Linked DNA regions of Triticum aestivum: region 1 is linked to region 2. A link is a contact called in public Hi-C data. All regions are on one chromosome and are shown on one strand. The core of a region is the stretch at or near the end of the contact, and the rest is flanking DNA. Distances in the headings are between cores, read along the strand shown.

Region 1 (6,829 bases), core at 2,164-4,663, 150 kb after region 2:
AAGCTTTCTCATCCCACCCTCCAAGATCCTAAGCACACTGAACTTGAACCCCTCACCGAAAAGCCTTCGACGTGCACCGCCCCAGAAAATCTTACACGCCTACTTCCTGAGGATTCATGCAACACACTTCAGCCTCCGACCCACAAACCTTTGCCCAAGAAACATCCTACTCATAAACTTTCCCATGATCCTGGTCACGGAGTTGCTCTGGGCTCACGCAGACGCAGCTCTTCGCACGACCAACCTAGGAATAGGATGCATAAACCTGCAGCCGACACGCCTTCAGCGCACACCCTGAAAGATCCTGAACACCCGAATCAAGATGGTTCATGTAGCACACTTCCACCTGTAACTTACAAGCCTTCGAAGAAAACACATCCTAACCACAAAGTTTGTGAAGATCCTGATCAGCCTGGGCTGCGAAGCACTCCCAAGGACGATCCACCACGCTCAATTCCTGACCGAAGATAGATGAAACTGACGAGTCTTCCACGCACACCCTGGAAGATCCTAAACACCCGGTTACTGATTGTTCATGTAGCCGCACACTTCAGCCGGCCGTCGGCAAGCATTCGCTAGGCATTCTCAAGATACTGATCACCCGGTCACAACTCCGGAGGATTCACCTTCAACAATGCAGTGAGCAGGCCTTCATCAGGCACCCTCCTCTGCACAAGTCGTCCTCTTCCGGAAGAATAATTGAATAAACTTAAATTATCTGTTACTGCTGCCGTGTTACCACTGGGGCCATGTAATCTCCATGCTGTCATATCGAGTGATCTTCGAATCAACTTTATCAAATAATAAAGGTGTACGTTAGTTTTTTGTTTTGAAAGGAAGGGCTCATTTTTTTTAAATAATACATTTTTTTATTAATTTTCATAAATATTACGCTGGGTAAATTTTTTTCAAAAATAATACACCGTCGGCCCGCTGCAGGCCGACTGGGCCTAGTCGGCCCACAGCAGGCCGATTGGATTCCAGTCGGCCTACAGCTGGCCAACTGGCCCCTGTCGGCCCACTGTGGACTGATTGGGTCCTGTCGGCCCACTGTGGGCTGACTGGAGCTAATTGGCCCGCTGTGGGCTAATTGTTTTTGCAAAAAAATAGGCATAAACAATATATGTTTAAAAAAATGTTAATCATGTAATTAAAAAATGTTAAACGTGTATAATTTTTTTTCCTGATGTATACAAAAAATGTACAATATATATGCAAAAATGTTGACATAAAAAGTATGTTTTAAAAAGTGTTAATCATGTATTTAAAAATTGTTAAATGTGTGTATAAAAAATGCTCCTTATTTATACAAAAAATATAGAATGTGTATGAAAAAAAGTTGATACCAAAAAATTATGTTGGTGAGTTGGTGACAAAAAATAAATCAAGGTTGGGAAAAAAATATGATTGGTTGCTCTTTTTTGTATGGAACTGGAACATTTTTTTCAAACATATTTTTTTGGTGTCAACTTTTTTTCATACACATTCTATATTATTTTTATAGATAAGGAACATTTTTTATACACACATTTAACAATTTTTAATCATGTATTTGAATAAATGTCAACTTTTCAAACATAATTTTTTGGTATCAACTTTTTTTCATACACATTCTATATTTTTTGTATAAATAAGGAACATTTTTATACACACATTTAACAATTTTTAAATACATGCTTAACACTTTTCAAAACATATTTTTATGTCAACATCTTTGCATATATATTGTACATTTTTTGTATACATCAGGAACATTTTTTATACATGTTTAACATTTTTTAATTACATGATTAACATTTTTTAAACATATATTTTTATGCCAATTAGCTCCAGTCGGCCCACAGTGGGCCGACAGGACGCAATCAGCCCACAGTGGGCCGACAGGGGCCAGTCGGCCAGCTGTAGGCCGACTGGAATCCAATCGGCCTGCTGTGGGCCGACTAGGCCCAGTCGGCCTGCAGCGGGCCGACGGTGTATTATTTTTGAAATTTTTTTATCCAGCGTAATATTTATGAAAATTAATAAAAAAATGTATTATTTAAAAAAAATAGCAAAGGAAGGTGTATGCTGTTTGTCTTGATATCTTACGTGGAACTTACCAGCTTTCTTGTGCGGAGGAACGGGTAAAAAAATCCTTACACACATTAGGCATTTTATTTGTATTGCCGCTTCTCTTTTTAGTCATACTAGGAAACATGACCATGCGTTGCAAGGGGAGAAAAAAAATCATGTGTTGCAGGGCTCAAGTCTCGTGTTGGAGACACTGTCGTGGTTTAGCCCACAGGTGTGTGGCATAGTCAAGTGGTCGGAGAGCCGAAGTCCTTCATGAGGTTTTCAAAGAATAGAGAAAGTAGAAACTTATCCATAAATAAAATAATTTGGAAGACCAAATCGCAAACAATACTAAATGAAAAGGTGCTACCTGCCCATGTCTTTCACGTGTACTTCGTCCGCAGAGTGACTGCTACTAACGCTACATATGGACAACGATGTGTCGTTGACGCGTCGCGCGTCGACTGTGTTTTGTTTTCTTGGCCGCTTGTTGGGGATTGGTGTCGTGGGGTCTAGCGCGTCCTTTCAGTGTTTGTCTAGATGCAAAGCCTGCACAAAAATGCGCCCGGTTTGGGTCCGACGGACATGAGCCGAACGCTTTTTGGGTTTGCTCTTGGTCGTGGATCATCTTCATTTTGCTTCAAACGAACACAGAAGGACCAAATAGAGTCACCCGTTGGCCTTATTGCATGGTTTTTTTTTTTTTGAGTCGTACGGGAAAAACTCCCCACCGCTTGTGATTATTATCTCAAAAACCGAGGGGACGCCAGAAACACAAGATTTTACCGGGGCAGCTTCACAGGCAGATTGCGACACGTCCAGGGCGGCTGAGCAGCAAGGACCGTCTCGACCGTTCCGGCGCAGGCCGATGACCAACAGCAGCCCAAACGGAGGAGCTCTAGGCACACCCAGAAAATAGGTGGTCACCGTTATATAATAAACGTCTCCGTTTTAGCGTCGATGATTTATTATACATTTTTATGAAGCAGGATCAGCAATGTTTGGAGATAATTTATATTCGTTGGACATGCGTGCGTAGGTTCGGACAAAATATAGTACACGTCCGCATACTCGTGGAGGAAGTAACTGTTGGAAATAATGCATCGGTTCAGAGAATTCCAAGTCTGATGCTTTGGGCATATCCTGTCACGTAACAAACTGAAACTTCATGCACACACGTTGCTGGCCGTTCGGCAAGCTGCAACTCCTTCCCGAGTCCTCTGCTAGGACGTGAGCATTATCCTGTTGTTCCTCCCGATTCTCCTGGTTCCAACGAGTGCACCGCGCTTCGCTCGGCAAGACGTTTCATTGAAACGTTGCTTGTTGGAATGCTTCCTTCCTGATCTCTATAAATGGTAGAGAGCATCGGGACAAATACACAACACATCTTCATCTCCTTCCTCACATATCACAAGTGCTGAGCCGCCGTCGGAACGAAGCCTGCCGTGCTGTTCGTCGTGCAACGGCAGCCCGGCGAGCGGTGTCTCCGTGACTCCGGCCGCATCCTTCGACCCTGCACGGGGGCGGTCTAGAGTTTTCTGGGCAGCGTCCGCGCGACCGCTCCTTCGACGTCCTCGACATCATCATCTCCGGCGAGGGCTGCTTCGTCGACGTCCTCGACAACATCGTCTCCGGCGACCGCTGCTTCCTCGACGTCCTCGTCGACATCGTCTCCGCCACCGCTGCTTCCTCTACGAGATCGTCTCCAACAAACTCCATCCACGAACACCAAGTGCACCGACGTCTAGACTGTAAGTTGCATTTGATCATTATTAGTACAAGATAAATCTGTCCATGCTCTAGCCGATTCTCCATCAGGTTTATCTAGTGCTTTAGACTGTCTTTTTGTTCCTGCTGCTAGTGTTTTCAGCCATGTCGTGTGTGTTCGGTAGATTCAGTATCTTTATGTTAATTTGTCTATATTGCTACTTTGCCGTCACTAGTATTGTAGATGGTTCTCGCTGGTTTCGTGATGTTTTCCTTTGCATGCTAATTATACAAGGATGGGTGCTATCAATCTGCTCCTGTGTGAATCTATATTGCATGCTTATGAAGAAAACCATTTGCCTGTTTAACCTGCTCTTGTACGTACTAGGTAAAGGAATTAAATTAATGACAAATTATGTATTGTGTCCAACAATCCAGAAAACTCTAGATCAATTTGTCATGGATGCTCATGTTGCGGAACTGATGAAACCTGAAAAGTTTGCCGGTGACAACTTCAAGAGATGGCAGTCCAAGGTGCGTCACTACCTCCTGTCCAAGGGCCTGTGGTGGATTATCCCACAGGTTAGGCCGCTGACTCGTCAGCAGGTAATGGACTTTGAGTTAGCAAACGACACTGTTGTGGCTGTCATCTTGTCGCTCCTTGAGAACCAGCTCTATGATGTATACCATGGGTACACCTCTGCAATAGAGCTTTGGGATGCGCTGGATCGCAAGTACGCGGTCTCTGACGCAGGGCGATGGATTTATGTGGTTGAACAGTACCACGATTTCCGCATGGTGGACGGCGTCTCCGTCGTCAAGCAAGCTCATGATCTTACATCGATTGTGAGTGAGTTGGCTCAGTTTGATGTGAACGTCAATGCCAAGTTTGTGGTGGGGGGCATCATTGCCAAACTCCCTCCTTCATGGAGAGATTTTGCCACCACGCTTAAGCACAAGAGGGAGGCAATGAGGGTTGATGACCTGATTGCTCACCTTGATGTGGAAGAGAAGGCACGTGCTAAAGACACACCTTCCATGGCAAATGACGGCACCTCAAACGCCAACTTTGTGCAGAAATCTGGTGCTAAGTACAAGGGCAAACAACAGAATCCAAAGGCCAAGAATACAACCAACTTTAAGAAGAAGAAGGAATGCATAATCTGCTATGTGTGTGGTGAGCCTGGCCACAAGGCCAATAAATGCCACAACAGGAAGGGCAAGAAGGGTGGGCAGCAGAACGGACAGAACACTGTCAACGTGGTTGTTAGCGAGCCTAGTACTGCGGGGTATGATTCGAACCCTGCTGTTTTAATGGCGTGTCAATCCGCTGAATGGCTGGTTGACACGGGAGCTAACATTCATGTATGTGCTGACCTTAATTTATTTTCCTCTTGTCAGGCTACAAGCGGTTCCCCCATCTTGATGGGAAATGGCTCAGGTGCTGCTGTTCTGGGAGTAGGGAAGGTTGACCTGAAGTTTACATCAGGAAAAATCATTACCTTAAAGAACGTGCAGTATGTGCCCTCAATAAATAGGAACCTGATTAGTGGCTCTCTTTTATGCCGAGATGGCTTCAAATTAGTTTTTGAGTCGAATAAAGTTGTTATTTCCAAATTTGGTTTATTTATAGGGAAAGGCTATGAGTGTGGAGGCTTGTTCCGCACATCTTTGTTGGATGCTGAGAATAAATTTGTTCACAACACTATTAGTGTTCTTAATTCAAATAAAGATGCATCCATTTGGCATTCCAGATTATGTCATGTTAATCTTGGTAGTATTTCCCGCATGAGCAGCCTCAATTTAATTCCTAAATTTTCCGTAGTCAGAGGTTCTAGGTGCCAGATATGTGTGCAAGCAAAGCAACCTCGGAAGCCTTCTTTGGCGGTCGAGGAAAGAAGTACGGCACCACTAGAACTAGTTCATTCCGATCTCTGTGAGATGGGTGGAGTGCTGACTAAAGCAGGGAAAAGATACTTTTTATCTTTTATTGATGACGCAACTAGATTTTGCTACCTGTACTTACTTAAAACTAAAGATGAAGCATTGAACTATTTTAAAATCTACAAGGCAGAGGTCGAGAACCAATTAAATGGAAGAATTAAACGTCTAAGGTCCGATCGAGGTGGAGAATATGTTTCAAGTGAATTTTCCCAATTTTGTGCGGAGCATGGAATAATCCATGAAGTGACACCGCCCTACTCGCCCCAATCGAACAGGGTTGCCGAAAGAAAGAACCGCACTCTAACGGACTTGGTGAATGTCATGTTAAATAGTGCAGGTATGTCTAAGGCATGGTGGGGTGAGGCTGTCTTGACCGCTTGTCATATCCTTAATCGGGTTCCCACTAAAAATAGTGAGGTGACTCCATATGAAGGATGGGGAAAAAGGAAACCTAATCTCTCGTATTTGCGCGCTTGGGGATGCTTGGCGAAAGTCAATATACCGATAACCAAGAAACGCAAACTCGGACCTAAGACGGTTGATTGTGTCTTTCTTGGTTATGCACATAATAGTGTTGCCTATAGATTTTTAGTAGTTAGATCCGATGTACCGGATGTGCCGGTAAACATGGTGACGGAATCTAAAGATGCTACATTTTTCGAGGACATATTTCCCATGAAGAATACAGGAGCATCATCTAGTCAAGCAAACTTTAATCCAACTCTGGAACTACCCACTCATGAAAATTGTGAACACACGCATGTGGAGAATGATAGTGAAGTGGCTCCACGAAGGAGTAAGAGACCAAGGATTGAAAAATCCTTTGGTGATGACTTCATTGTGTATCTCGTGGATGATGTGCCAAAGTCCATTTCAGAGGCATATGCATCTTCTGATGCAGAGTACTGGAAGGACGCAGTCCGTAGCGAGATGGATTCCATCATTGCAAATGGGACTTGGGAGATCACTGACCGTCCATTTGTTGCAAACCAATTGGATGTAAATGGATCTTTAAGAAAAAGCTTAGGCCCGACGGTACTATTGAAAAGTACAAGGCAAGGCTTGTGGCAAAGGGGTATACCCAAAAAGAAGGCGAGGATTTCTTTGACACTTACTCACCCGTTGC
Region 2 (6,629 bases), core at 2,618-5,117:
TCCTCTGCATACACTGCACTGACTGCCGATGGCAGAACGTGAGTGGAGTAGAGTCGTCGTATGGTTTGAACACATGCCTTAATTTCATACGGAATTGTCCGGGAAGGTTAGGCACCTGGATCTGGACGGACGCCACGGCGGGGGAGGGCATCACACTGCAGGTTATATATAGCATTTGAGGGAGGCAGTGAGCCATCACAGATCAGCTTTTCGCTGAGAAATTCCCCGACCAACTCGTCATCTTGCCTGGCTAGAGAGAGGATGGCGCTTGCTCCCCGGTCGTCTCTTCGCTCGCTGGTGCTGCTCATGTCGCACGGGAAGCCCCAGCTGAGCGCTTTTTTCTCCTCCGCCGCCACCACCGCCGCGCCCAAGGCCGCGAAGCCTCCAGCAGCTCCAGCCGGTGATAGTCCGGCCACCGACCCTCCAGCCGCTGCAGGTACAGATAAATGCCTTCATGCATATGCTCCCTGCTGTTGTTTGTGCTGTTGATCTCTGCTGATAGGTAATAATACTACATGATCCTGCAGCTTCGTCGTCTGGATCTGGCTCGACTCACAGCGCCCCTCTGGAATGCCCAAGCAGAAGATTTAGACATGTTGAACTTGAACCTGAACCTGAGGGCTCATATCACACACTTGGACATGAAACTGACAAGATTCCGCCTGGCGCCACCAAGGATCCGGAGGGCCCAATATCCGAGGGCTCATGCGGCACGCCTCAACCTGTATCGGACGATCCACAGCCTGGACCTCGCAAAGACCCGAGGCACAGAGTTCCTGAAGACCCGTAGGGCCTGTGCGATGCCGGAGAAGTTGAGATTTTTCTTGTGCTCATCACATCCAGATATAGCAATAGAATTATCCGTTAATTGTAATTGGCTCCTACACATCATGTATTCCCAAATTGTTAGCACCCGATCCCTTATGCATCTTATTTATTGATATTGATACTTTAGCTCAATCTCCCGATGCTCATTTCTTTCGCGGAAAGGCCAAACGCTATATGTTTAAATCGACCAACTCTTACAAGGTCATCCTTACATAGACTGGAAATTATGCACCAGTCTTTGGGTAAATCGACGATATCTTCCTCCTGGACTCGTCAACGGCGCGGCGTGAGCAAAGTTCGATGCCGTCTTTGGAACTCTGAAATACCATCAGAGCCATGGAAACATTGTTGACGCAGCGATCGGAAAATTATGTCGAAAACTAATCACAATATCTATCTTCCAAAAATCGCTAAAAAAGACAGTTGGCGGGTCTCTTTGTATGTCGTGTCCAGGAAGAGGAGCACTTGATGATTTATTCATTCTCTGGAACTAGAAGTAGAAATTGTTGTGGATATGTATCATGTAAAAACATCTTTTGAGGAATGGGTCAGATCCGACCATTTCTCAGAAGGGAGAATATCACATAAAAACCAACATTCAATTAAAACTTCGTGGAAATCACGTTTGTAAGTTTTAAAAGAATCTCAAAAAAATATGGGATGTTAAGAAGATGATGTTCTATTGCCATGCAAAATTCCAAGTTGAAACACATTACATAATGTGAGTTATGAGAAAACCAAATTCGACAATACAGAGTGAATGTTATTGTTCTGTATTGTTATTGTTCGACACTACTCAATGTTGATTTTGTTATTTTCATAGATCACATCCCGTAACATATATGCACTTGAAATTTCGCATGGAAACAGAACATCGCCCTCTTAACATTCTGTGTTTTTCTTTTCATTTTTTAAACTTCAAAACACCATTTTGACATGTATTTCACTAATTGTTGGTTTTCGTGTGATATTCTCCTTTTTTTAGGAAAACTAGCTAGGACCCTGATACTTCCACTTGGATCTGGAAGCTTCATGTTGATGTCACAATTTTGATATTCATATTGGTGACTTGAAGGAGATTTCTTGATAATTCTTTAGTGCTCATTTTCACGCAACTCTCCATTGTCTTGCTTACCAAATTCATCACTTCAGAAGAGCAGAGACCAGGCAACCCCTACCCTCCTCTATGCTGCGGATGTGACCACCACCGCCTAGGTAGACCATGAGTAGGGGAAACCTTATTCTTGATCCATACGCTGCCGCCATTGCACTGCAGCACCACTGCTGGGGAACGAAACTATTATCCTAAGAGACCTAATCACAACGCTGCAACGCAGATCAGGGCTCCCCACCCCTCCTGCCATTGGAGTGGCATGCAAAGGAGCACAGGACTCAAGGCCTCGTCGGGAGAGGGGGATGGCAGCTAGGTGATGCGCTTTGAGATCCGACTTTTGGAACTATGGAGACTCCCACAACTAAAGTTATGCCTTCAATAATTAAAGGTGCTTTTTATGTTCTAATCCTAACACCTTCTATTGATTGTTGCTAAAAAGCGAGGGCTTGGACACTCTGATTCTTAACAAGCTTCATGAACACATTAAGGTCAGTAAATCCAATATGGCTTATATCTAACTTATGTATAACATGTTGCCATTATTCGCCGTGCTATTTAGGTATGTGTTGTTAAAGCTCATGTGTGTTTTGAGAGAATAGGAAAACAATTATACATGACGCTATCCTTATTACGGGAGAAGTAAGTTTGTGAGTTACGACATATTTTCATGTTTTTTGTTAGATTTAGATATGGTGTTCAAATTAACATATCTCATTATTCATGTATAAGTGAAGAGTTTGGGATAACTTTGAGAGCTTTGACCCTCAGATGTTGGATACATACAAAATTTATGATCACTACAAGCATGAGTGACTTACTTATCTTTATCTTTGGAGGTTGTTAAATAAAATGTGATGTTTTGTCCTCGCAAAGCTCTACTTCCTCTGTAAACAAATACAAAAGACGTTGTAGGTCACTCAAGCCTTCTTTTGAAGGTCATAGAGGGAGTAGCATATTGCATTATAATTCCGTTTCTTCCGTTGCAACACACGGGCATGTTTGCAGTAGTTAAATAAAATAAGGTTCATGATTTTGAGTGTTTCTCCCTCATGACCCGCCTTCCTTACGACATTGCGCATCCGATTTGTGTACGACGGTGCCGATCACATCGTCCACGCCAGAGCTGGTCAAACGGGCCAACCCGGCACGACCCAACTATTATCGTGCCCTGGTGGGCTGTGCCGTGCCAGGCACATTTAGGCGGGCCAGGCTGTGCCGTGCCGGGCTGGCCCGTTTGGTCGTGTTGTGTCGGCCCACGTGTCGGGCCTGCCAGGGCACGATTAATAGTTGGGACGTGTCGTGCCGGCCCACATGCTGCATGCAGCAACCCTAGCATGGCATGGGAGGTAAGTGGGCCGGCCCGTGGAACGCTTAGGCACGCTGGCCCGTGTTGGCTTGATTTTTTTCCCGTGAAACACCTTCGAAAAACAGGATGGAAAAGCCAAAAAGATATTGAAAATTTAGAAATATTCGGTGAAGTATTATGTGGGATAAATCTAGAGTTTTATTAGCGCCTACACCATTAAACCTTCTGTCCCAAAGAAGTAAAAGAATACAAGACATGCTCTAGAATTACAAAAAAATTAAAAAAATACAAAAACTACACTATAACAGTACAACTACTCAGATCCAAGCACTACAAAAATACACAAGCGCTACAAAAATATTGAACATATTAGATTATCAGTTACTTCTATAGGACTCGTGTAAAAAAGGGTATTTATATTTTTTTGAAGGGTAAAAAAAGGGTATTTATATAGGACATATATATATATATATTAATATATTAAAAAAACAGGCTGTGCCGTGCCGGCCCGCGTGCCCAGCCTTCAGCCCAGGCATGGCCCATGGCGTGCTGCGTGCTGGGCCTGGCCCGTTTAAACCAAGCAGTGCCGTGGCTGGGCCGTGTCTTGCCTGCGTGCTACCGCGCCGGCCCAGTTAGCACGGCCCGTTTGGCCAGCTTTGGTCCACGCAAAGCACCGGAGAGCAGCACATCTATGAATTTCCCTAAAAAAAAAAGCACATCGATGAATTGGCCATCGTACAACTATCGTAGTTTCGCCCGTGAAACAACAGGACGAGCCCCGGTGCTGGCACGACCACGCTAGCTGCAGGCGGCCCGAGCTTCGACGACGGCGGAGCCTGCAGGCTTGCGAGGACAGGGCCAATGTGTGGCGGGGCCCAAGCAGCGGCAGCACCAGCGGGCCCCGTCGGCAGTCGGCGCGAAGCAGCGCCGCCGCTAGGTTCTCCGGCGAACAGGTACAAGCGCCATGTCTGTCTGCTTGATCTGTGGCGATCTTCCGCGGGGATTGGGCGAAATCTATCTGTAGGACATAGGCCTGAGGTGTAGAGACCCCCGACTCAGTTCGAGTTAATCTGTAGGGGATTTTTTTGGTGTTGAATTTATGTGCAGATATTTTTTTTTGGAAGATCCAGCAAATTGCTGGCTTGATTGATGATTAGCAGGAAGCAACGGAAGATAAAATGGTGGGGATCCTAAGATCAAGGATAAAAAGGAAACGAACTGAAAATAAAGAAAACTACAGCCCTATTGGCTGCCAGAGAATTAACAGTCTCTCATGGAGGTTCCCCAAAGGGGGTCTCAATGCATTTTGCTCCGGCTAGGCGCCATAGCTGGATTGCTCGTCTGATTGCGGCGACAACCTCGTGTGCGGAGGCGATCTTGCCCCTGAAAGCGCACTTGTTCCTTTCCTGCCAAATCTCCCATAGGACCAGCATTTGCATTCATGTGCAGATTCGAGCTTTGATTCTCATTCGGATCCAAAATCACCTTCTAAAAACATCTAAATCAATCTGATTGGACATTTGAGCCTTAATAATCCCTTGGATGGTGCTTACAGAGTTACTACTCAACAAAACTAAAAGAAAAAAAATTACACGAAATGCTATTGCAGCAAGAGAATATTACTGTTTGGAAATGCCAGTAACTGAATCCTAAAAGGAAAACACCATTACGTAGTTACATCACTTTTCTTCTTTAGTTGCGCTTCTGTTGCAAGTTGCCATCTTCCAAATCTTTGCTTCATCTGGCACGCATGTGTGAGGCCGCGTGCTTGATTCTAAGGATCTCAGTAGAAACTTGTCCCATATCTGGCCGGTCTTTTGGTGATGTCGTGGAGCAAGAGAGGCCGATTGCAATCAGTGGGATAACACAATTCTTCATCAGGTCAGCTGCATTCCTGTCATCTTGTAGCATTGTGGGATCAACAACCTCATGAATATTCTTTGTAAATGCTCTATCAACAAATTCATGAAGGCTTATACCATCACTGAATTTTTCCCCAGTTGGACTGCACCCTGTTATCAGTTGTAACAGAAGCACCCCAAAACTGTAGACATCACCCTTGGTTGATATTTGTCCGCTCATGCCGTACTCTGCATGGACATTCACAAACACAATAAAATTAGAGAATAATCATTATTTGTACAACTCTATAAACAGAATTAATATCATGTGAGAATAAGCTTATCTCACCTGGTGGGATGTATCCTATGGATCCTTTCAGGCGGCCTGAACTTGCTGAAATATCTTGATGTGCATTTGATGTACTGAACTCAAATCTTGCTAGGCCAAAGTCGATGACGTATGCAGCCATATCAAGACCCAAAAGAATATTGCTTGGCTTTACGTCGCAATGTATAATTGGCGATGCACACTGGTTGTGAAGATAATCCAAAGCAAATGCTACATCCAGGGCTACATTAATCCTTTGGCTCAATGACAGAGCATTTCTTTCACCATGTTCATGATCTTCCGGGTGTAGCCATAATCCTAGGTTCCCATTAGGCATGTACGGGAACACTAGGGCCTTGAAATCTGCCCCAGTATAATCCACTGAAGAGCATGAGGTAATGACTTTTACAAGATTCCGATGGCGCACACTACGGAGAGCTTCACACTCTGCTATGAAGCTCCTCTGTGCTCCGTAAATGTCAAGGTCAAAAATCTTGATGGCAACTTGATCTTCTTGAAACTGCAGACTGCCCTTATAAACCTTTCCAAATGATCCTGCACCAATTAAGTTTGCAGAAGAGAATCTATCTGTTGCCCTTACAACATCTTCATATGATATCTTCTTTATGTGCTCATTGATATGTTGCAAATGGGGATTGACTTGCATTCTCTTCTTCCGATATATTATCACAATGCATGACAAAATAATTATAGTGACAACAACAATTGGCAACACAATCTCTAGGACTAGAACCAATGACTTGTGTTTTGTTTTCTTGTCAACCAATGCAGAACAAAGGGACATACCTCCTGTTGGAATCCTTGTACACAGATGATAATTTCTTTCAGTTGATACTGCACCAACAATATCAAAAACACCACCTCTCGGAATTGCTCCATGAAAATGGTTGAAGGATAAATTGAGGTATTGGAGGTATTTCAAGAATTTGAGGGGATCTGGTATCTCTCCTGACAAATTGTTCTGAGAAATATCCATATTCTTTATGTTGGATAGTCTTTGAAAAGACTCTGGAATGCTTCCTATAAAGAAGTTGCTTTGCATCTCAAGATACTCCAGATCCACACACTGGCCGAGAGTTGATGGTATGTTGCCAGACAACCTGTTATTTGACATGTTCATTTTCTTCAGATGAATGAGATTGCCAACTTCAGGCATTTCTCCAGACAAGTAATTGTGTGAAAAGTCCAACT

Evidence for each region. A called contact is a pair of places that touch in the nucleus more often than the background predicts.
Region 1: a contact with region 2 is called in a Hi-C map of leaf, with 2.9 times the contacts expected there. The contact joins the promoter of LOC123159614 here to the enhancer-like site in region 2. A contact is called at or near these places in 2 of 5 Hi-C or Micro-C datasets (both in leaf).

The regions. Positions count from the first base shown.
Region 1 is chr7B:486,526,603-486,533,431 of IWGSC CS RefSeq v2.1, forward strand. It overlaps LOC123159614, which reads left to right and starts at 3,414. Exons shown (of 3, transcript XM_044577430.1): 1 at 3,414-3,803; 2 at 4,198-5,048; 3 at 5,161-5,510. The coding sequence starts at 4,219. The coding sequence ends at 5,185. It overlaps LOC123155918, which reads left to right. Exons shown (of 2, transcript XM_044574071.1): 2 at 1-803. The coding sequence ends at 471.
Region 2 is chr7B:486,372,999-486,379,627 of IWGSC CS RefSeq v2.1, forward strand. It overlaps LOC123160681 (serine/threonine-protein kinase LMTK3), which reads left to right and starts at 255. Exons shown (of 2, transcript XM_044578530.1): 1 at 255-436; 2 at 528-954. The coding sequence starts at 262. The coding sequence ends at 790. It also overlaps the pseudogene LOC123158085. Within about 2 kb of position 3,868, at least 8 of the 8 cell types and tissues checked have an H3K27ac peak or open chromatin away from gene starts, as enhancers often do. A contact at or near this core is called in leaf, where this site is marked.